Regions from separate parts of the Ovis aries genome. Here region 1 is linked to region 2. A link is a contact called in public Hi-C data. All regions are on one chromosome and are shown on one strand. The core of a region is the stretch at or near the end of the contact, and the rest is flanking DNA. Distances in the headings are between cores, read along the strand shown.

Evidence for each region. Hi-C and Micro-C count contacts between places; a contact is called where the count stands out from the background.
Region 1: a contact with region 2 is called in a Hi-C map of liver, with 4 times the contacts expected there. The contact joins two enhancer-like sites. A contact is called at or near these places in 4 of 16 Hi-C or Micro-C datasets (hypothalamus, liver, muscle and 1 more).

Annotation. Positions count from the first base shown.
Region 1 is chr16:66,680,286-66,683,299 of ARS-UI_Ramb_v3.0, reverse strand. NSUN2 (NOP2/Sun RNA methyltransferase 2) reads right to left here. Exons shown (of 20, transcript XM_042233950.2): 14 at 413-597; 15 at 46-138. Among named protein-coding and RNA genes, the nearest start is that of NSUN2, 25 kb to the right of the region's middle. Within about 2 kb of position 1,424, at least 9 of the 54 cell types and tissues checked have an H3K27ac peak or open chromatin away from gene starts, as enhancers often do. A contact at or near this core is called in liver, where this site is marked.
Region 2 is chr16:66,521,492-66,524,855 of ARS-UI_Ramb_v3.0, reverse strand. It overlaps TENT4A (terminal nucleotidyltransferase 4A), which reads left to right. Exons shown (of 13, transcript XM_027980175.3): 6 at 358-486; 7 at 2,589-2,802. Among named protein-coding and RNA genes, the nearest start is that of TENT4A, 31 kb to the left of the region's middle. Within about 2 kb of position 1,560, at least 12 of the 54 cell types and tissues checked have an H3K27ac peak or open chromatin away from gene starts, as enhancers often do. A contact at or near this core is called in liver, where this site is marked.

The sequences.
Region 1 (3,014 bases), core at 175-2,674, 160 kb before region 2:
GGTAAGCACAAATGAGGAGCTGTGACAGGCCGAATGAACCCTTACTGGATAGGCGGAAACAGCGGGTCGTCTTCGGGAATGAACACAAAGGGATCTTCCTTAAACCCAAACAGCTTCATTTTCTTGGACGGAGGAGGGCTGAGGAGGGGACAGCATGCGGGCATCAGTCAGCGAGGGGTCGCTGTAGTCCCACCAGCCCACGCCTCCCCCCCTGCGGCCCCACCCCAGCCTGCAGGGACGCGGGTCTCTTCCTTGCGGAGGCCGGTCTGAGGCGTCCATCCCCGGCAGTTACCAGCTCCGGGGCCCACACAGCCAGGACCTGCTTGACCCGCAAAGCCTCCACCCAGGCCCTGCTGAAGCCCGAGGGCTGGGCGGACGAGGGGCGCGAGGGCCACGCCGTGGTGGTCCTCACCCGCACACGCCGCCCCTCCTACTCCCACTGCCGTCCGCGTCCTCCGCGCTCTCCGCTGCTCCTGTGTCGCTGATTCCAGGGGCCAGCTTGCTCTCCAGCTCCGAGGGGGTGGAGGCGCAGCCCGCCGTGGGCTCCGCAGGGCTCGGGGGGACGGGGGCCCGCGGCTCTGCTGGTTCACCCTGCGGCTGGACAGGGACACGCTCATTAACACCCAGACAGCAACCGCCTCTGTCCTGACGCAGAGAAGGAAGATTCCAGGGCCACACAACCCGCCCGAACGAATACAGCAGTTCACGTGCAAAAGACAGACTACAGGATTCTTTTAAAAAGTATTTTAAATCTGCTATTATAAGCAGAATTCATGGGCACAGAGTCTAGTTTTAACTTTCTGTTTCTTAGCAGAGGCCAGCAACACCGGCCTGTCTTCACCCAGAAATCCTGCCAGGCTTCTGCTCTGTGCAGTGAGTCACACACTTCCAGACACGCTATACCGGGCCGAGAAGAAAGACAAGGACTCAAAGAGAGGAGAGTGGAAACGCTCCACGGCCCAGGGATCAACTGAAGAAAGATGAAGCGCACCTCGACAGAGGGACCAGTTGTCGAAAAACGAGCTGACTTCTGATCTGGGACAACTGTAGATAAATTCAGCTTTAAGAATGAGCAAAGTGTCTTACTGCCGCTAACTTTTCATGTAAACCTGTATTTACATAAGATCTTAGACATTGCGCGTGACACACAGCACCGGGACTACAGTAACAACACTGCTTGTGTATTTCAAACTTGCCAAGAGAGACCTTAAAAGTTCTCACCTTGAGAAAAAGACATACCACAACCAGGTATATTTACACAGAATCACCATGGCGCGCCCCTGAACCGACACGATGGCCTGTGTCCATTACACCTCAACTTGGTAAACTTCTTTAAAACCACATGTCCTTTCTCACAAGTCACCAGACTGGTAAAAGTGGTATTTCCCAACCCTTATGAACTGAGTTTACAAATTAGGTTATGTACACAGGACAGTCCAACACGCCCGTCAAGTTCACAAAGCTATTAAGCAGACAGGCTGGTAAGGTTCCACAATGCTGTTGCAACACCGCCTCCCAAAACACGTGGTTTCATTGTAAAAGAGGAAGGCAAACAAAGAGCAAACCCCCAAATCCTCTGCCAAGGTTAGCAAGGCTGTGTGTCCTTTCTATCCCGCCCCCCACGTCTGTGCTTCTGGAAATCGCCTGCTTTTCACAGGCTCCCTCCTGCGCCCCTTGGCCCGGAAAGCTCCCTCTGTTGGGCGCAATGAGATCTGATCCCGCGCCCTCACAATGACACCAATAGCACTCTGTCCGCACGCCTCTCCCCGGCCCCAGCTCCAGCAGCGTTCACACTCTGCATCGCTTCAACGGGACAACGGTGTCCTGAAGACCGAGGCCCCCAGTCTTACCACGTGGCCCCAGCACCACCAGGCTAGGTGGGCTCACGTGTGCTCTGACCAGGTCAAACGTGACCAGTGCAAAGTAAGATGGATCTCAGAGTGCAAAATTCAGTTTTTAAGTCTCAGAACGAAAGCATACAGACTACTTCACAAACAACACTGTGACTGCATGAAAATCTCATGTAATGTGCGGCAATGGCTGCAACATGACTTCAGTTGCAGACGAGGTCGGCGTTCACTTGCTGAGCACATGGCTCTGAGCTCCACGCCTGCTCTCCTGACGGGGGCGAGGGGCTGCGAGAGGCAGAAGCCCCGCCTCCAGGGGACCCTCTCCAGCCTCATGAGCCCCAGGATGACCACTCGGAAGCGCTGCGTCACCTCCCCATGAGGCTGTGCCCGCAGGCATCTGCCTGGATGAGCCGCCATACCCTAGAGAATGGTTGGCTTCTGCTTCTCCAAAGGCTATAAAGCACCATCGGTCCTCATTTTCCGGCACAGAGCCGAAGGAATTAGAGCCCCGCAGACAGTGACCCCAGGCCCCGGTCCACGGCAATAGGAGGCATGCTGATGGACAAGCTATCAAGTCCCGCCACACGCTGACAAAGGGGAGGACTGCGCTTCACACCGCAACCCCAAGTTAAGATTCAGAGGCTGTCCTCGGGGTTCCCTGGTGGCTAGGGGGAAAGAATCTACCCGCCAGTGCCGGGGACCCAGGCCTGATCCCAGGTTTGGGGAGACCCCATAGGCCTCAGAGCAACTGAGCCCACGGGCCATGATTACTGAGCCTGCGCTCAGGAGCCCACGCGCACTTCCTGGAGCCTGTGCTCCTCAACAAGAGAACCCGCCGCAAAGAGACGCCCCCACCCCGTGACTAGAGAAAAGCCGTCACAGCAAAGATGGCCCAGCACAGCCAAAAACAAAGAAATAAATAAAATTATTACAAAACAAAAAAAGGAGGCAGCCGCCCTCTCCCCATCTCTCTGCCTCATGGCCTCCCTCACACAACCCCGGGGGCGGCTGAGGTTCGTTATGAGGGTCAGCCCTGCCCACGTCCCCCTGAGCCAGGACTGGACAGCCTGGCATTGCCCCTCACAGCCAAGGGGAAGGCTGCCAGCCTGTGGCTGGCAGAGCTGTCCCAGGTGAAAACCACCCGCGGGAGCGCAGGGCTCAGAC
Region 2 (3,364 bases), core at 311-2,810:
CCCTTAGTGTGGGCGTTTTGCCTGCTGGTTCTGGGACCTTCCCTTACCCACAGAGCCCTGTGCTCAGCGCCTGAGAGGGGGCAGGGACTTGGAGGAAGCACCTGTTCACTCCCTGCGCACCTGGGCCTGGGGTCTCCACGCAGGCTTCCCGCCTCAGCCGCACTAAACCATCATCTGGGGAGGTGCCCCCAGCAGGGCCCTAGTGAGCCCTCCATGGAGTGAGGAGGCCTGGCCTCGAGCCTCCTGAGGAGCAGGACGAGGAAGTGAGCTTCCTGTCTGTGTGTGGAGTCTGCCCAGTGCGGACTCTTCAAAGCCACAATAACTAACCAGATGCTGTCTTTCTTTTGGAATTTGCAGAAATATTCATTGCTGCCTTACTTGATTTTAGTACTGAAACAGTTCCTCCTGCAGAGGGACCTGAATGAAGTTTTTACAGGCGGGATTAGCTCGTACAGCCTCATTTTAATGGCCATTAGCTTTCTGCAGGTGAGTACACTTTGTCTCAAGAACCCTTGACCTTGAGGCTGACATGGGGGTCATTGTTCCCTGGTGTTCTGACCAGTTGCTTCTTGGCTTCCAGGTCTTTGCTGTCCCTGCACAGCTCTGTTTTGATGTAGTAAAAATTGACTTCTAATCTTGATGATGAAACTTTTGATCAATACTTTTTTCCTTTGCACTTGTTTTTTTGTGTGTCTGTTGTAACTGTTAGAGGGCTTATCTCATTTTATCAATCAAGTATATATTGACCTAACTCTGAAGAAACATTATGTTTAGAAAAATTGGAAGACATGCCTTGAGAGACAGTGAAAACCTTTTCTTGGTTCTTGACTGTCAATTTATACTGAAAAATTCATCTCAGAAAAAAAGTCGAGTCCCACATACGGGGAAAAAAAAAAATGAGAGCTTTTTTCCTGAGTGATGAGAAGTTGGTATTTCGTCTTTATCTGTTGCCCGTATTTTGTTGAGTAGCGTGAAAAAACCTATTAGGAAACCTGAGTATTAAATTCTGTGGTGCACCGACGACCTGTCTTTATGCTGCGTTTCTAACATGCGGTCTCTGTGTGAATCAAGGCATGATTGTGCTGTTTACACTTGTCAGCCCCTCTGCTGTGTTCTGGCCGCACAGCGCTGCTCCTCTGTTCTGTATCTGTGGTGGCGCTGAGGGTTTTGTGTCGAGACTTGGGTCATTTGTCTCGATACTGTTGGCACTGCTGATGGTGAAGCGGCTGGGCCCGGCGCCCTGCACCCCAGGGTCTCCTCGGCGCGCCTCTCAGGAGGCCCCGTGAGGGCCCGAGGGCAGGTCGGGCTCTCTCTGCCGTGTCCTTGCTGCACCTCTCTCATGCTGCCCTTAGAGCCCTTCTGCCCGAGGTGTCGGACCTTTTTTTTTTTAAAGAACTAAGCATGAGCTGTGTCCTTAATTTATTTCCTCCCACTTACCTGAACTGTCCTGGCAGCCTTGTAGTGTGACCAGCCCACTCTCGTGATGCTGGGTGCCTGGCTCAGTGACCCTGTGGAGGCCACCTGGGCCTGGGCGGGGCGGCCACTGTCAGCTCCACCCCCTTGGTGCCCGGCCCTTCCCACCTCCGTCCTGTGCCCGCTGCATCGTCTGATCCATGTCGAGGCTCACTTGCTTGCCCTGGGTAGCGCTCAGACGGGGAGACAGAGGAGGGAGAAGGCCAGACAGCAGCAGGACCACGGCGCTGAGCCTGCGTGAGGGCTCCTGAGCCCGGACACGCCTGCAGCCTGGGAGCCGAGCTTCCTCCACGGCCACCGTGCCGTGAGCGCTGTCAGCCACTGCTTCTGCCGGGACTTGGACTCGATGTTCCTGTTCTTGACCATCACTGTCCAGCAGCGCGGGTGGTGCTGTTTGCTGGTCCGGTGGGATGGCTGCATGCGCCTGTGGGGCTCTGGCAGGACCGGCAAGCTGAATGTTTGGTTTGTTTTAACTTGTTTAAATTCACAGCTTGAGGCCGTCACAGTGGGCCGAGCACTCAGATTCCTGAGCCTTTTAGTGACTCAGGAGGGTCAGTAGACAGGGGCTCAGCTTCAGAATAAATCCATTAGCTGCTGCAGGGACAGGTGGAGTGGAGCTGAGGCTGAGCTGTGTGCTGGGCAACAAGGCGAGTTTGCTGTAAATGCTGGCGCAAGCTGGTGGCCATTCACAGAGTTAGGCCTTTCATTTTGAGCAGTGATGCTCTTCAGGCTCACACTGCCCCCTGCTGGTTGCATTTCAGAATAACGGAATTAATGCTAGTATCTATAAAACTGCCTCCGCCATCTAGGTGACTCTGCATTGTACAGAATACGGTCCACTCACCTACCACTATTTGGGAATTGGGGGTTAATCAGATGTCTGTGTAGAAATGTGTGGCTTCTGAATTTCAAAGGGTTGGAGTATAATTTAAAAATTCAGATGAGCAGATTTTCTTTCTCTTGAACACCCTTGGTTGACAAGCGATCCAGGCTCCAGTTGTGGTGGGTGGACGAGGGCCCCTGACTTCGTCCTGGGCCGGCCGTCTGAGCTCGCCGCGCGTGCGGTGTCTGCAGTGCCCAGAATCCACACACACTGGGGTGCCTCGCTTTCACAGCTGCATCCGAGAATTGACGCCCGGAGAGCGGATGAGAACCTTGGGATGCTGCTCGTGGAATTTTTTGAACTCTATGGAAGAAATTTTAATTACTTGAAAACTGGTATCAGAATAAAAGAAGGAGGTGCCTATATCGCCAAAGAGGAGATCATGAAAGCCATGACCAGTGGGTACAGACCGTCGATGCTGTGCATTGAGGACCCCCTGCTGCCTGGTAAGGACCTCGCTCTGCGCGGGCCCCCGTCTGCAGGCGCTGTGCTCTGGCCGCCAGTGCCTGCCGGGGAGTGCTCACAGGCGCCCGCCACGGGCAGTCACGGGGTCTCATGTGGAGTCCCGCTGCACTGCCGGGGTCAGGGTTGGCACGTCAGGATTCCTTGTTAATACTTCTAAATAACTTACTGTAAAGTTGCAACTTCGTTTACTTTCTGTAATCAGAGAAATGTAGAAAGTGTGAATTAAGAAAAAAACTTCTATTTTCTCTGAATAGAAATGTATTACCTGTCCGTCATAAAAACCATCTGTTTCCCGGAAGCTTGTCACATAGGAGAGTGAAGTGTGCCGGCACCCCCTCCCCTTTTGCACTCTCTTCTCCAGTCTTCCACATGTGGATATTAACATTGAGTGTTGCCTCCTTATTAATTGGCATGTGTGCTCAGTCCTGGTCAATTTTCTGCGACCCCATGGACTGTAGCCCACCAAGCTCCTCTATTCATGGGATTCTCCAGGCAAGCATACTGGAGCGGTTGCCATTTCCTGATCCAGTTAATTGGATGGCA